Linked DNA regions of Mus musculus: all the other regions are linked to region 3. The links are chromatin contacts, called in public Hi-C and HiChIP or PLAC-seq maps. All regions are on one chromosome and are shown on one strand. Each heading gives the region's core, a stretch centred on a gene start, on an enhancer-like site or on the middle of the called end of the contact. The rest is flanking DNA. Distances are from core to core; before and after follow the strand shown.

Region 1 (2,700 bases), core at 93-2,592, 2.1 Mb before region 3:
GAAGTAGTAGACACTTTGGGAGTTTCCTCTTGCCGGATTCACATGTAAAATGTCTATGTCTTCAAATGACAACTGTCCATCCCCTTTATAGAATGACTCACTCTTCATGTTACAGAATTAAATTAGCTGAAAAACTGAAGAATGTATTCAGAAAGAAATTAAACAGCTGTTATGTAGCATGAAGAATTATTTAATGCAGAAAGTAGACAAACTGAACAATGTCACATTACTGTCCAAGGTCCAATTGCTGCTCTCAATGGATAGGGTTGTTTATTTTCTGGTTAAAACTCTTTGATTATGGTGCAGTGATGTCATTTCTCCATCGAGTGTGTTCTTTTACAAGAGTAAGAACAATGAAAAGAGGCAAAGGGCATGAAAGGCCGTGGAGTGGAACTAGAGTGATGTCCTGTCTGGGTTCAGCATGCTCTTCAATTAACCTGGTTTATCAGCTTGTTAAGCTAAGGGAGGGATCTAGCATATTCTACAATTGTAATTCTATGTAATTCTACAATATGTACATTCTATGTATGTAATTGTTATGTAGAAAGTCCTCAAGAAAGTTTTTTTCTTTTACTTCATTGTATTTATATTTTACTTTATCTATTGTATGTGTATATGTAGGTAAGAGAATAACTTGAAGAAGTTGGTTATCTACCTACCATATGTACATTCTGAAAAACTGAGATTCAAGGTAGACAGCAAGAGCCTTCATCCATTGTATATCTAGCTGATCTTTTTAAGAAATTCTTTTTTATTTGTTTGTTTAGTTGGTTGGTTGGTTCAGAAAGTCTTGACTTACAAAGGAATGCATTTAATGGTTGTGTATGAGCAGAGTTCAAAAGCAGAAAATTTTATTCATTTAAAATATTTGATAAAGTCTTATGCATGGACACTGAGCATTGCAAACAAGGCCATATATGTGACCCACTACAAAAGCACCTCTCAAACTTGGAACATATTTAAGTTATCAGACATTATGTTAACCTATAGATTTTGATTTGCTACACCCATCTTAGGACCTTGGATTCTCCATTAATAATTTGCCAGTCTCTTAAAGAAACATTGAGGAGCAACTGCTTAGGGAAGTATATGCATTAGACTTCATAAATGTACTGAAGATATTAGAGTCTCAGTCCAGAGTCCATGTAATTTTTAGGACATCTGTCACTTATAATAAGGGAAAAAAATCCTAATACTGTGCTTTTCTCAAACCAATCATTGCTTATTAAGACATGAATCCCAAAGCACAGAAAGTGGGTTGCACACAGTCAGCGAGTAAGCCGAGTAACCCGTGTTTGCTCTTGAAACCTGCCTGGAGAGTTCTTGCTATTCAACTTCCTGTTGTGGCTTTCCCATTTTTAGAGGCTGCTGTCTGAATTGGAAGGAGAGGAGCTAACTACGCCCCTCCCCCATCTGCTGTTGTTATCTCATATTTCCTCCTTTTCTAAAGTAATCTGCTGTAGATGCTTGTGGATCATTGCATTAGCTTTTGCCCTCATTTGATGAGGGGAAACGTTCACAATTGATTTGTCTTACTCTCTTTCATTTTACCTTTTAATTTTCTTAATCCTTCTCTGGGCCTCCTTCTTTCTAAGAGCTGAAAGAGCTTGGCCTCGGTGAGGGTAGTCATTCTGATTAATTCACACTCTCCTTGTTAGCATATGCATGAGTCTCAGGAAGTGTGAAGATTCTGTCCACACGGCAGGGAGCATTGCATCAGCGGCAGATCTATTCCCCTGCTGTTCAGAGAGTAGAAAGTCCAAGTTCGTGGGTGTGTTTAGCCATTAGTGGATTTTACAATATGGAACAAAAAGGATGAAAACTCAATTGCCAGAATAATTTAAGAGCTCTTCGCACCACTTGAGCTAAATACCTCCATCTTGCAAGGATAAGCTCTAAGGCAGTTAATTAAAACTTTCACCTTTCACTCCTAGATGGCATTGAATCTCAGAATATTTCTTTCCCAAAGGAATTAATTCTAAGTGTTGAGGAATGGATAGTACAAGTCATAGTTTCCCCAGGTCTTTCTTTTCTTTTTTCTCTTTCTATTTTCTTTTCTTTTTTACCTTTTGCATTTTAAATAAATTCTATACGTTCAATGATCCTACCTCATACTTTTCTGATTGCCACTTTTGCGAACTATGTGGAGTCTGAACTAACAATAAATCAAAATGCAACCCCTTCTTATAACTTACTGTGCCCTTCCATATTTCAGCTTCAATCAATCTTGTCTCTAAATATTTTCCTGTCAGTCGTGATACAGGGAGTCTGCACCCATAACCTACAATTCACATCTAAAAATTACCCTATATACACTTCTTATCTCGGTTTCTCACACTTGAGAATGTTTTTCAAATGCATACGTTTATTCATAAGAACAGATAAAGCAGCCTTCCAAATTGCAGTGTCAGAAAGTGCTCTTTTCAAAACGTAGGGAACATTCAGCCCGTTTTGTTGATTTACTTATTCAAAACAGATGAACATATCTTTATGGACACATGATTTATATTTATTTTTCATACAATATAGTTTGATCACGTTTTACCTTCCCTGAGTCAGTACCAGATACTCCTCCATCTACCTACTCAACCAACCATAAAAAGAAAAAGAAAACATGAAAATTAAAACAACAAAAGTTCAACAAGATCCCCCCAAAATATGCCAAAGATAATTAAAACTACTCCAAACAAAAAACACACA
Region 2 (2,700 bases), core at 86-2,585, 2.1 Mb before region 3:
ACAAATTACACTCCAGTATATAGAATGATGTATAGAGTTGTCCCTTCATGGACCTAGTTCCTTCTTCATGTTCTAACTCAGTTTTATCAAATAGAAATAGTGGGGGTCTGTAAAGGGAATGAAAACTGAAGGGAAGATGAAGGTTCTGGTTTAACGTTTCCCACTGTCATGCTCATTCCAACACTGGTGGCCTCTCCAAATAACCTCTCACAAGGACCCATAGAAATAGAAAGCCTACAGAAAATATTAGAAAAGTAACGAGGAAGGAGAAAACTAGACATTTTGTTACACCCTCCTGACTCATCGCTGCAGCTGCTGTTGGGGAAAGATCACTAAAATCCACAAGGATATGAAAGATGATGTTATCTAAACCCAAGTTATTTTAGATGACCTGGACTTCAAGAGGTTGTATGAAAGAAGAGAATGGAGGTTTGGAGAATGTGCCAAGAGAAACTGCATTACATCAAGACAAATATCTGAATGTGTTTCCTTGAAGTATTGTTTGTACACTAAAAGTCCAAGGACTACCTGTTAGAATTTTATTCATTTACTGATGTACTGTCTTTATTTCTTACCTTAAAACGTTAGCACAGCAAAACCAAAATTATGCATATGGTTTTAGGATCAAAAAGAGAGAGAAAAAAGATTTTGTTTTACAGGGGACTAGAGCAACCTAATAGGTAGGGGAAATTACAAGTATGTGTGAGGGGTAAGTTGACTGTTGCTTGGAGGAAGCTCTAACTCTCTGTTATATGCAAAACTCTATAGATAACCTTAGTATCTGGATAATGAATGCAGATGAAGTTAAAATACCAAGAAGGCACCTATGATGTAGAGTCCTTGAGTAAGCAAAGCCAGGTCAAGGTGCTCCTGGGAAGCAGTGTTTTCTCAGGCTGATTGAACCAACCCAAAAGTTGATTTGACAGTAAGGACCTGCTTCTTACCTTAGTTCCTAGATGAATTAGCAGGTTTTAGACTCGGGAAAAGGAGCTTCTCCATAGGGGGCTATACTTGGAAGGATACATAGAGCTCTGGTGAGCTCTCTCTAGCTAAACCTTGAATTCAACTTCCTGAGACCTTAGGTCAACTAAGCAAGCAGAGACTTCTGACTCATGGCACTACAATCTATGGCGTGCAGGTTGCTTTAGCACATTTGTGGAAACTTTGTTTCATAATAGAAAGAAAATATGGTGTTGTTACAGAAACTTAAGAACAAGGCAGAAGAAAGAGAAAGGTTCCAGACATCTGGAAAACTGGGAAAGCAACCGAGTCTTCCACAAAGGAACTTAACCTCTTTCAATTCCTTACATGCCACAGTTCAGGGCCATGGGTCCTCTGAACACTCAAATCATCACTGAGACTTCAGGAACGCATTGTGTTAGCAAGAGCTGTGGCCCACAGTGGAAAGGCAGAGATCACCCATAAATTTACATTTTGAAGTTTTCTTTTATTTGATTCTTTCTTGGTTATATATTCCAATTTAGAAGGGGCACCCGAGTTCTTGTGAAATTTTCCTAATATTATATATTCTGGCTTCCAAACACTTGAGCTGTGAAAGACAAACTGCCAGCAGACTGGAAATTCCCTTTAGTATATATGTGTGTTTGTGTGTCTCAAATATCTTTCCTTTTAATTTGCTGACATTTCTGCTTTTCGGAGAATCATAGGAAGAGCTTCGAGTGTTTCAGATGTCTGAGGATTAACAAATTATTTTCTACTGCTTCTTATTCTACTTTGAGAAAATTTTAGGGTAATAACTGCACTGTACTTTCCGAAGAAAACGTAATAATCCATGCCCCACCTCTATGAAGTAAATAATTTGATTATTAGATAATGGGAACAAAGCAGAATGTTCCTCAGGAAAAATAAAATAAAATAGACCAAACTTCATGTCACATCTTTGTTCTGCGGTGTTTTGTTGCAGTCTGCCAAATGCTGCCTGGGCATTCCTGACACTCTCTAGACTGACAAGGAAATAACTTAGGAATCCATGTACAGCAGCCTGGCTGCACTCCCTTTGTCTACTGGACACCGTTTCTTACCCTATTTGATTTTCCTGAGGTTCAAACTGGGACCCCCATTACCATGGAGCAAATTAAAAGGAGACTTCCCTGTTTTCTCGTCAGTGTCCTATGCATGCTGGCAGAGACTCCAAAGCACAAGCATTTCTATGAGCAGCAGTTTCCTAACTTAAAAATTACTCCAAGAAGATACAGTAGGTCGCCCCATGTGAGCTCCCTGCCTGCCCAGTACATTAGATTCCTGTTTACTTATGATTTAAAAATATCCTGAACAGCTCAATTAACACTGCACATAAATATAATAATAGGCAAAATGAAACCAAAAAAGTATTCACTTCAAAAGTAGGACATGAAGCAACACTTCAGTTCTGATGGTGACTTTCCCCAGTTATTATTAATATGAAAACACTGAGTTTAAAAAATCATTTGTATAAATCAGTTTTATTAATAATCCTTTTAGACAAATAAGCTATATCAATACTTCATTCCACTTCTAAGTTTTTATTACATACACACACACACACACACACACACACACACACACATTTAAATGCCACCCTCCCTAAATTTTTTAAGTCACATGAACATATTTAAGTCTACATTAAGAGGTATACTTTTATTTCCCTACTTTCAGTTTAAACACATTGACCTCCAAGTCTTAAGAGTATTTAATCCCCAT
Region 3 (2,700 bases), core at 35-2,534:
GCACATTCGGGCTAGCAAGAAGGCGCCGAGGTATCCCGGCTCAGGGACGCCCCGGGCCCAGCTCCCTTCCTCTAAGGGACGCTCCACCACCCCAGACTCTCAGTTCTTGTCGCCTTCTCGCTGGGCCCCGGCCCGTGGCTCCCGCGCTCCTCGCAAGCGCAGCATCTCTCGGAGCCCGCCAATGTGTGTCTGTAGCCCCGTTAGTGGCAACGTCCTCCGTCCTCGAAAAAGAAAGGAGGCCGGGTAGCGCCATCAGACACCTTACCGGGCATGCCACCAAGTCGCCAGGGCTTTGGGACTCCTAGAGCACTTGAGGTTGGAGCCTAATTAGAGTACCCTTGGAACCCGCGCTCTCAAGATCAACCGGTCCCCACCTAGAGAAATGTGGAAGGGTGGGGGATAGGGGACAGGAGCCCCAGGTTCTAGAAACAGGGTCCAAGGCCTCCTCCCGCCCGGACCATACAGCGTACCCCGGGCGCCGGCCGAGGGCACCGCGGAAGAGAGAAGGCTCGTGGACACCACTTACTTGGAGTTCGAGGAATTCCAGTAGATAGGCTCTAAAACTATCGATCTGGAGATCGCAGTTCTGCACAAAACCATCAAAAGTCCCCAACAGTACTTCCACACAGAGTCCCTCCTGGACCGGGCCATGGCCATGCCCAAGCCGCTCCCAGTTCTGCGCACTCCGGGACGCGTTGGGACCGGCCGCGGGCAGCGACCCCCAATCCTCCGGGGCGGACACGCCGCGCCGCTCCCGCGGTCGCCGAGGCCAGGTGCGCTCACCCTGCGCGTCCCTCAGCGCGCGGGGTGGGGTCGAACGCGCGGGGCGCGGCGGCTCGGCGGACTCGGGGCTCCGGGGCGCTGCGCCGGACGCAGCTGGGACAGTCGGCTCCCGTGCGGCTCCAGGGTGCCGGGCCAGCCGCGGAGGGCGGGCGCGGCGAGGGCACTGGGCCGGGACAAAGGCCCGCAGCGGAGAGACGAGTCGGTGTGAGGCGGCGGGTGCTGCTCCCCGAGAGGGGCCGCCTGACTATAGATCCAGGACAGCGGGCAGTGGCCCGGGCAAGCGAGCGCCGCGTCGGCGCGGTTCCATGTCCTGGAGCGCAGAGATAAAGGGCGCCTCCTGAATCCTCGCAACTCGCGGCCACTAAGCAGTCAGGAGAGCACTGGAACCCCCGCAGGCGTCTGACGCGCGCGGGCCTTTGTGTGCGGGGAGGGCGCCAGGACCCGCTCTGCGCGCAGCTCCGCGATCCGACCGGTGCCTCTGTCCCCGCCGCGGAGAGTCAGCGCGCCGGGCGCGCTGTCAGAGCACTATAAACGCGGGGCCCCGCCCAGTCAAACGCAGCCCATTGGCTCGCCGCGCCGCGAGCGCGCGCTGATTGGGCAGCATTCCCGTCAGTCTGCCGCCCCCTACCCGACACTGGGCACCCAGAGGTAGGGCGCCCCTGACAGGTGAGCCCCGCCCCCAGGACGAGCCCCGCTGGGCGCCGGGCACAGGGTTGGTCGCCTCTTAGCCACTCGCACCAGCAGGGTCACCTCGCCCGGCAAGTGCCTGTGCTGGCGAGTGCCCTCGCTAGGATAGGGCGAGACGTGGTGGACGCAGCGTTCCGCCTTGTGGCGCTCGCTCCCTGCCGCCCCTCGCGCGTATGGCGCCCTGGTACTTGGCGGATCCCTCTGAGCCATTAACTGAGGGCCTTCTAACTTGATTCTGGCACCAAGTGTTCCGGCCCGGTCCGACGCAACTCAAATCAGACTCTCACGAGGCTGAGAGCCTTAGCAGCCCACCGGCAGTGCGAGCCAGTCTGCCGCCCTTCCCGACCCCGAGACCCAACTCCGTGCGCCCGCTCCCTTTCCGGTCCTCTCCCCGCAAGAACAGCGCCTCCAAAGCTCCACTACCAACGTCTGGGAGGACTTTTCTTCACTAGCTCCCGGGACACCCCGCGACCCCACAGTGGCCAGGAAGTTAGGTGTGACCCGGACAACTATCAGTCAGAGAAGTGGCAGTTGTGATACTCGGTTGCTTGCCCAAGACCGATTTTGAAAAACTGAACCACGGCTGTGACTTCTACGGATCCACAGCGCCCACTAGCGCCCACTTTTGCCTCTCCGTACTTCAGAACAAGCCTACCGGTTACAGGATCAAATCTTAAGGATCCAGATATTCCCAAGTCGAAAACCACTTGCTTAAGATGCCCGTTATCAGAGAGAACAAAGTAGGTGGAAGGCACAGTCCCATGTACAGCCCATGGCCCAGCAAAAATTAACCACGTCTCTTCTTACAATGCTGTCCATCAATACCAGAACTTCTTCAAATGGAACTAAGCAGTTTCCACACCGATATCTTTAAAAACAAGCCCCATGATTTAGTTACTAACTACTCCCAACACCCCCCCCGCCCCCTTCATCCTTCTTTAAAACAAATTTCGAGCTTTAAAAAGTGTTGACTTTCAAAAACCTTAATGTAAGTTAGTGTATACTGCAACTACGAATTGGTTTGGAAAAACTCGTTTAAGACCAAAACACAATGTATTGAACACACCAAAATACAGCTTTAAGAAACCCTTTTCTGTAATTACTATTTTTAACTATGCCTGCAATATGATTGTGGGTGGGGAGATGGGATTCACGCTAGGTTAAACAAGGGTTACACACACACACACACACACACACACACACACACACACACACACACACACACACACA
Region 4 (2,700 bases), core at 136-2,635, 2.3 Mb before region 3:
AATTTAAATTAAATATTCCTGATAGTCAAATGTAAATTTAAAAAAGCATAATTTTAAAGGGTGACAGAGTTAAGATATAACTTAAATATTTTTAAGTATGCAATGCGGATTTAAAATGCAAATAATATAAAAATGATACAATTGGTATTTATATTTGGTGGAAGCAGAAAAATAAATTCATACACACACACACACACACACACACACACATATATATATAAGGTACACTAAAGTTGCTAGAGTGCTAAATCAATTTTACTTACTTTAGTTTAGGAATATATATTTTCTAATTCACAAACCTGTTTTGTAACCTATTTATGAGTTAATTAACTATCATGTTTCTATGTTTTTAGATAAAGTAATTTTAAATTCATGTAAGTTGCCTCAATTTTTTAATTAATTTAAGGAGCATGTCTATATTAATATTATTATAAATTTCAATTAACACCTAAGATTACATACTGATTTTTAATTGGTGTAGTTTAGTTGTAAGAAATATTTGAATTATTATCTTTTAATTATGATTATTTGTTTAAAGAGAGGGTTTCAAGATACTTCGCTCCTGCTTAAAAAGTTTCTTCATGTTTTTTCCAACCATGGCAGGTCTGAGGCCCAGGCTTAATCTCAGGTGTTACAGAAAAACATAAGTAAAACCACACATGAAATGTTTATCTACTTTTGGTGACACATGTAATTAATGTCACAACTTGAGAGGCAGAAGCAGGAGGACAGTGAATTCAGAGTCAGCCTTAGATGCACACCAAGTAGAAGACTGTCCTCCCTGGGCTACAGGAGAACTGGTTTCAAAATTCAACAAATATGATTTTTTCTATGTTTTAGTATGATTACAATAAAAAAGCAAGTACATAAAATTTTCCTCATCTGTGCATGAATCAAAGATGGTTGCTCCTATATTGCTGGAATTAAAGATAATTTTGATGGCCTTTTTAAAAAGTAAAGTGAGTGAAAAAACATGATAATAATATATTCATATTTTGTAATGCATGAGTATAGAATTATTGCTAATAAAGCATTTCTAAGAGTAGATAAAACATGTAAGTTGGACATTTTAAAGTTATCTTGAGCATAAAATCACATATCATACGTGTTTACAAAACTTTATGTAATACCTTTCAAGAATATTGTGGTTCATCTGAACCATGTAGAAATTCACATTAGCACAGACGATGGTGCAATTTAAATAATCACTGAATAAAGTTGATAAGGAATGCAAAACTGCAATAGTTGAAAAAAAATGTCATTTCACATTTAAATATCCCAGATTTTATTTTTTCCCTTTTTCCTGAGAGGCAGTTTCTGCCTAAAGGCCTCATCTCTCACTGAACACTGGATGGCTGTCAACATCAATTTCCTCTTTATTAACTGGGAGTGGTTCAAGCTTTCTGATGTCAGCCTGGGCACTTCTCCCTCAGCCTTGATATTTACATCCTGTAAGTACTTGTAAACAATTACCATGTCCCCTACTTCGTTGTCTGTTAGCCAAGCTAAACAGATTGAGCTCCTTTAAGCTTTTCTCATAAATCAATCTCTCCATTCCCTTAATTACTCCTGATGTTCAGTGCTGAACATCTTCCAACACGCTCATCATATTTCTAATACACAGCTTCCCAGAACCAAAGCATTTCTATAATGGCTTCATGCTAAAATTATGCTTATTCAATTGAAATAACCACAGGAGAAGATGCTTTCTTCAACATTCTGTTGTCTGTACTGCTACACAGAGGGGAAACACATCAATAGATTCCTCATTATCACATGTGTTTCTGGTTTACTCCTTATGGCCCTATGCCAAACCACAGGGCTAGCGTATGAGAGGTGAAGGCTAATGGCTTTTAGATTGTACTGAATGGATAAGAAGACTCTTCATCTAGATAAAGCACCTCACTGTCTTCCCATCAGAATTATTTATATTTGAACTGATTTCTATACCTATGTTATTGGTGGTGGTAGTTGTTATATAAATCTTTCAGGATTCAAAAAACTCATACTAATTTATCACAGACATTAATCTTATAAAAGGGAATAAGAAGGGTAATATCAAATCTGACTGAGGCTCTTCCATGCAGAGAACAGGGCACTTGTTCCTGGGTCCAATAGGTCAGGGAAGATAAAGCTAAGGCTGAATTTGTCCGAGAAATGTTCTGGACTGGGGACTTCTTACAATTAATAAAGACGTGATTAAAAGGGAAACAACAATCATGATTTCAAACAGATAAACTGCTTTAGAAATGTTTGAAAGGAGAGATCAGCATATTGTGGAATCCTAGCCACAGTGGATTCACATCATAGCTCTTGCTTCTATGGCTCAGAGAAGGTTGTTGGAAAGGGGCTGGAAAGATTATCAAAATACCAGGTCTTCTGTGCAGTTTCCTGGAATTAGCTGCATTTATTAGACTGGAACAATGGCTTTATCAATGGACATGTTAACATGCAAGAGAGAAATTTTCTTGGTGTTAGACGCAGGGGATAAGAAAAACCAGCCTCTCCCGGAATAAGCCATTCACTGCTTGTCCATTGCGAAATGATCAGCCTTAAAGCATATACCAAACTTTACTAATAAAAATGTATATAACAACAACAATGACGACAACAACAGCAACAATAATAACCAAAGTAAAATAGGCTACCAGTTCTTTAGCATGGTGCATGAGAGTGGTTGATGGAGGGTTGCTGAGAGGG

The links. Hi-C and Micro-C count contacts between places; a contact is called where the count stands out from the background. HiChIP or PLAC-seq counts read pairs in DNA pulled down with a chosen protein or histone mark.
Region 1: a contact with region 3 is called in an H3K27ac HiChIP or PLAC-seq map of embryonic brain, with 20 times the contacts expected there. The contact joins the enhancer-like site here to the promoter of Efnb2 in region 3. A contact is called at or near these places in 5 of 39 promoter capture datasets (cranial neural crest, frontonasal cranial neural crest, maxillary cranial neural crest and 2 more), 5 of 115 datasets of contacts at active chromatin or transcription factors (embryonic brain, embryonic forebrain, embryonic limb bud and 1 more) and 1 of 9 other capture datasets (embryonic stem cells).
Region 2: a Hi-C map of embryonic fibroblasts shows a contact between it and region 3, with 15 times the contacts expected there. The contact joins the enhancer-like site here to the promoter of Efnb2 in region 3. A contact is called at or near these places in 17 of 39 promoter capture datasets (the 3T3-L1 cell line, 3T3-L1-derived adipocytes, the HPC-7 cell line and 10 more), 3 of 15 datasets of contacts at CTCF or cohesin (the NIH/3T3 cell line, large pre-B cells and stem cell-derived epiblast-like cells), 126 of 484 Hi-C or Micro-C datasets (the 3T3-L1 cell line, 3T3-L1-derived adipocytes, the AML12 cell line and 74 more), 27 of 115 datasets of contacts at active chromatin or transcription factors (the NIH/3T3 cell line, PVALB interneurons, VIP interneurons and 21 more) and 4 of 9 other capture datasets (adipose tissue, embryonic stem cells, liver and 1 more).
Region 4: an H3K4me3 HiChIP or PLAC-seq map of neural tube shows a contact between it and region 3, with 34 times the contacts expected there. The contact joins the enhancer-like site here to the promoter of Efnb2 in region 3. A contact is called at or near these places in 9 of 39 promoter capture datasets (the 3T3-L1 cell line, 3T3-L1-derived adipocytes, cranial neural crest and 5 more), 3 of 484 Hi-C or Micro-C datasets (3T3-L1-derived adipocytes, adipose-derived mesenchymal stem cells and embryonic fibroblasts) and 7 of 115 datasets of contacts at active chromatin or transcription factors (astrocytes, embryonic forebrain, embryonic hindbrain and 4 more).

Annotation. Positions count from the first base shown.
Region 1 is chr8:6,605,684-6,608,383 of GRCm38.p6, forward strand. No RefSeq gene overlaps it. Among named protein-coding and RNA genes, the nearest start is that of Gm24288, 380 kb to the left of the region's middle. Within about 2 kb of position 1,343, at least 29 of the 459 cell types and tissues checked have an H3K27ac peak or open chromatin away from gene starts, as enhancers often do. A contact at or near this core is called in embryonic brain and embryonic forebrain, where this site is marked.
Region 2 is chr8:6,573,381-6,576,080 of GRCm38.p6, forward strand. No RefSeq gene overlaps it. Among named protein-coding and RNA genes, the nearest start is that of Gm24288, 350 kb to the left of the region's middle. Within about 2 kb of position 1,336, at least 7 of the 459 cell types and tissues checked have an H3K27ac peak or open chromatin away from gene starts, as enhancers often do. A contact at or near this core is called in the C2C12 cell line, embryonic fibroblasts and tail fibroblasts, where this site is marked.
Region 3 is chr8:8,659,958-8,662,657 of GRCm38.p6, forward strand. Efnb2 (ephrin B2) reads right to left here and starts at 1,285. Exons shown (of 5, transcript NM_010111.6): 1 at 527-1,285. The coding sequence starts at 657.
Region 4 is chr8:6,338,901-6,341,600 of GRCm38.p6, forward strand. No RefSeq gene overlaps it. Among named protein-coding and RNA genes, the nearest start is that of Gm24288, 120 kb to the left of the region's middle. Within about 2 kb of position 1,386, at least 7 of the 459 cell types and tissues checked have an H3K27ac peak or open chromatin away from gene starts, as enhancers often do. A contact at or near this core is called in neural tube and second pharyngeal arch cranial neural crest, where this site is marked.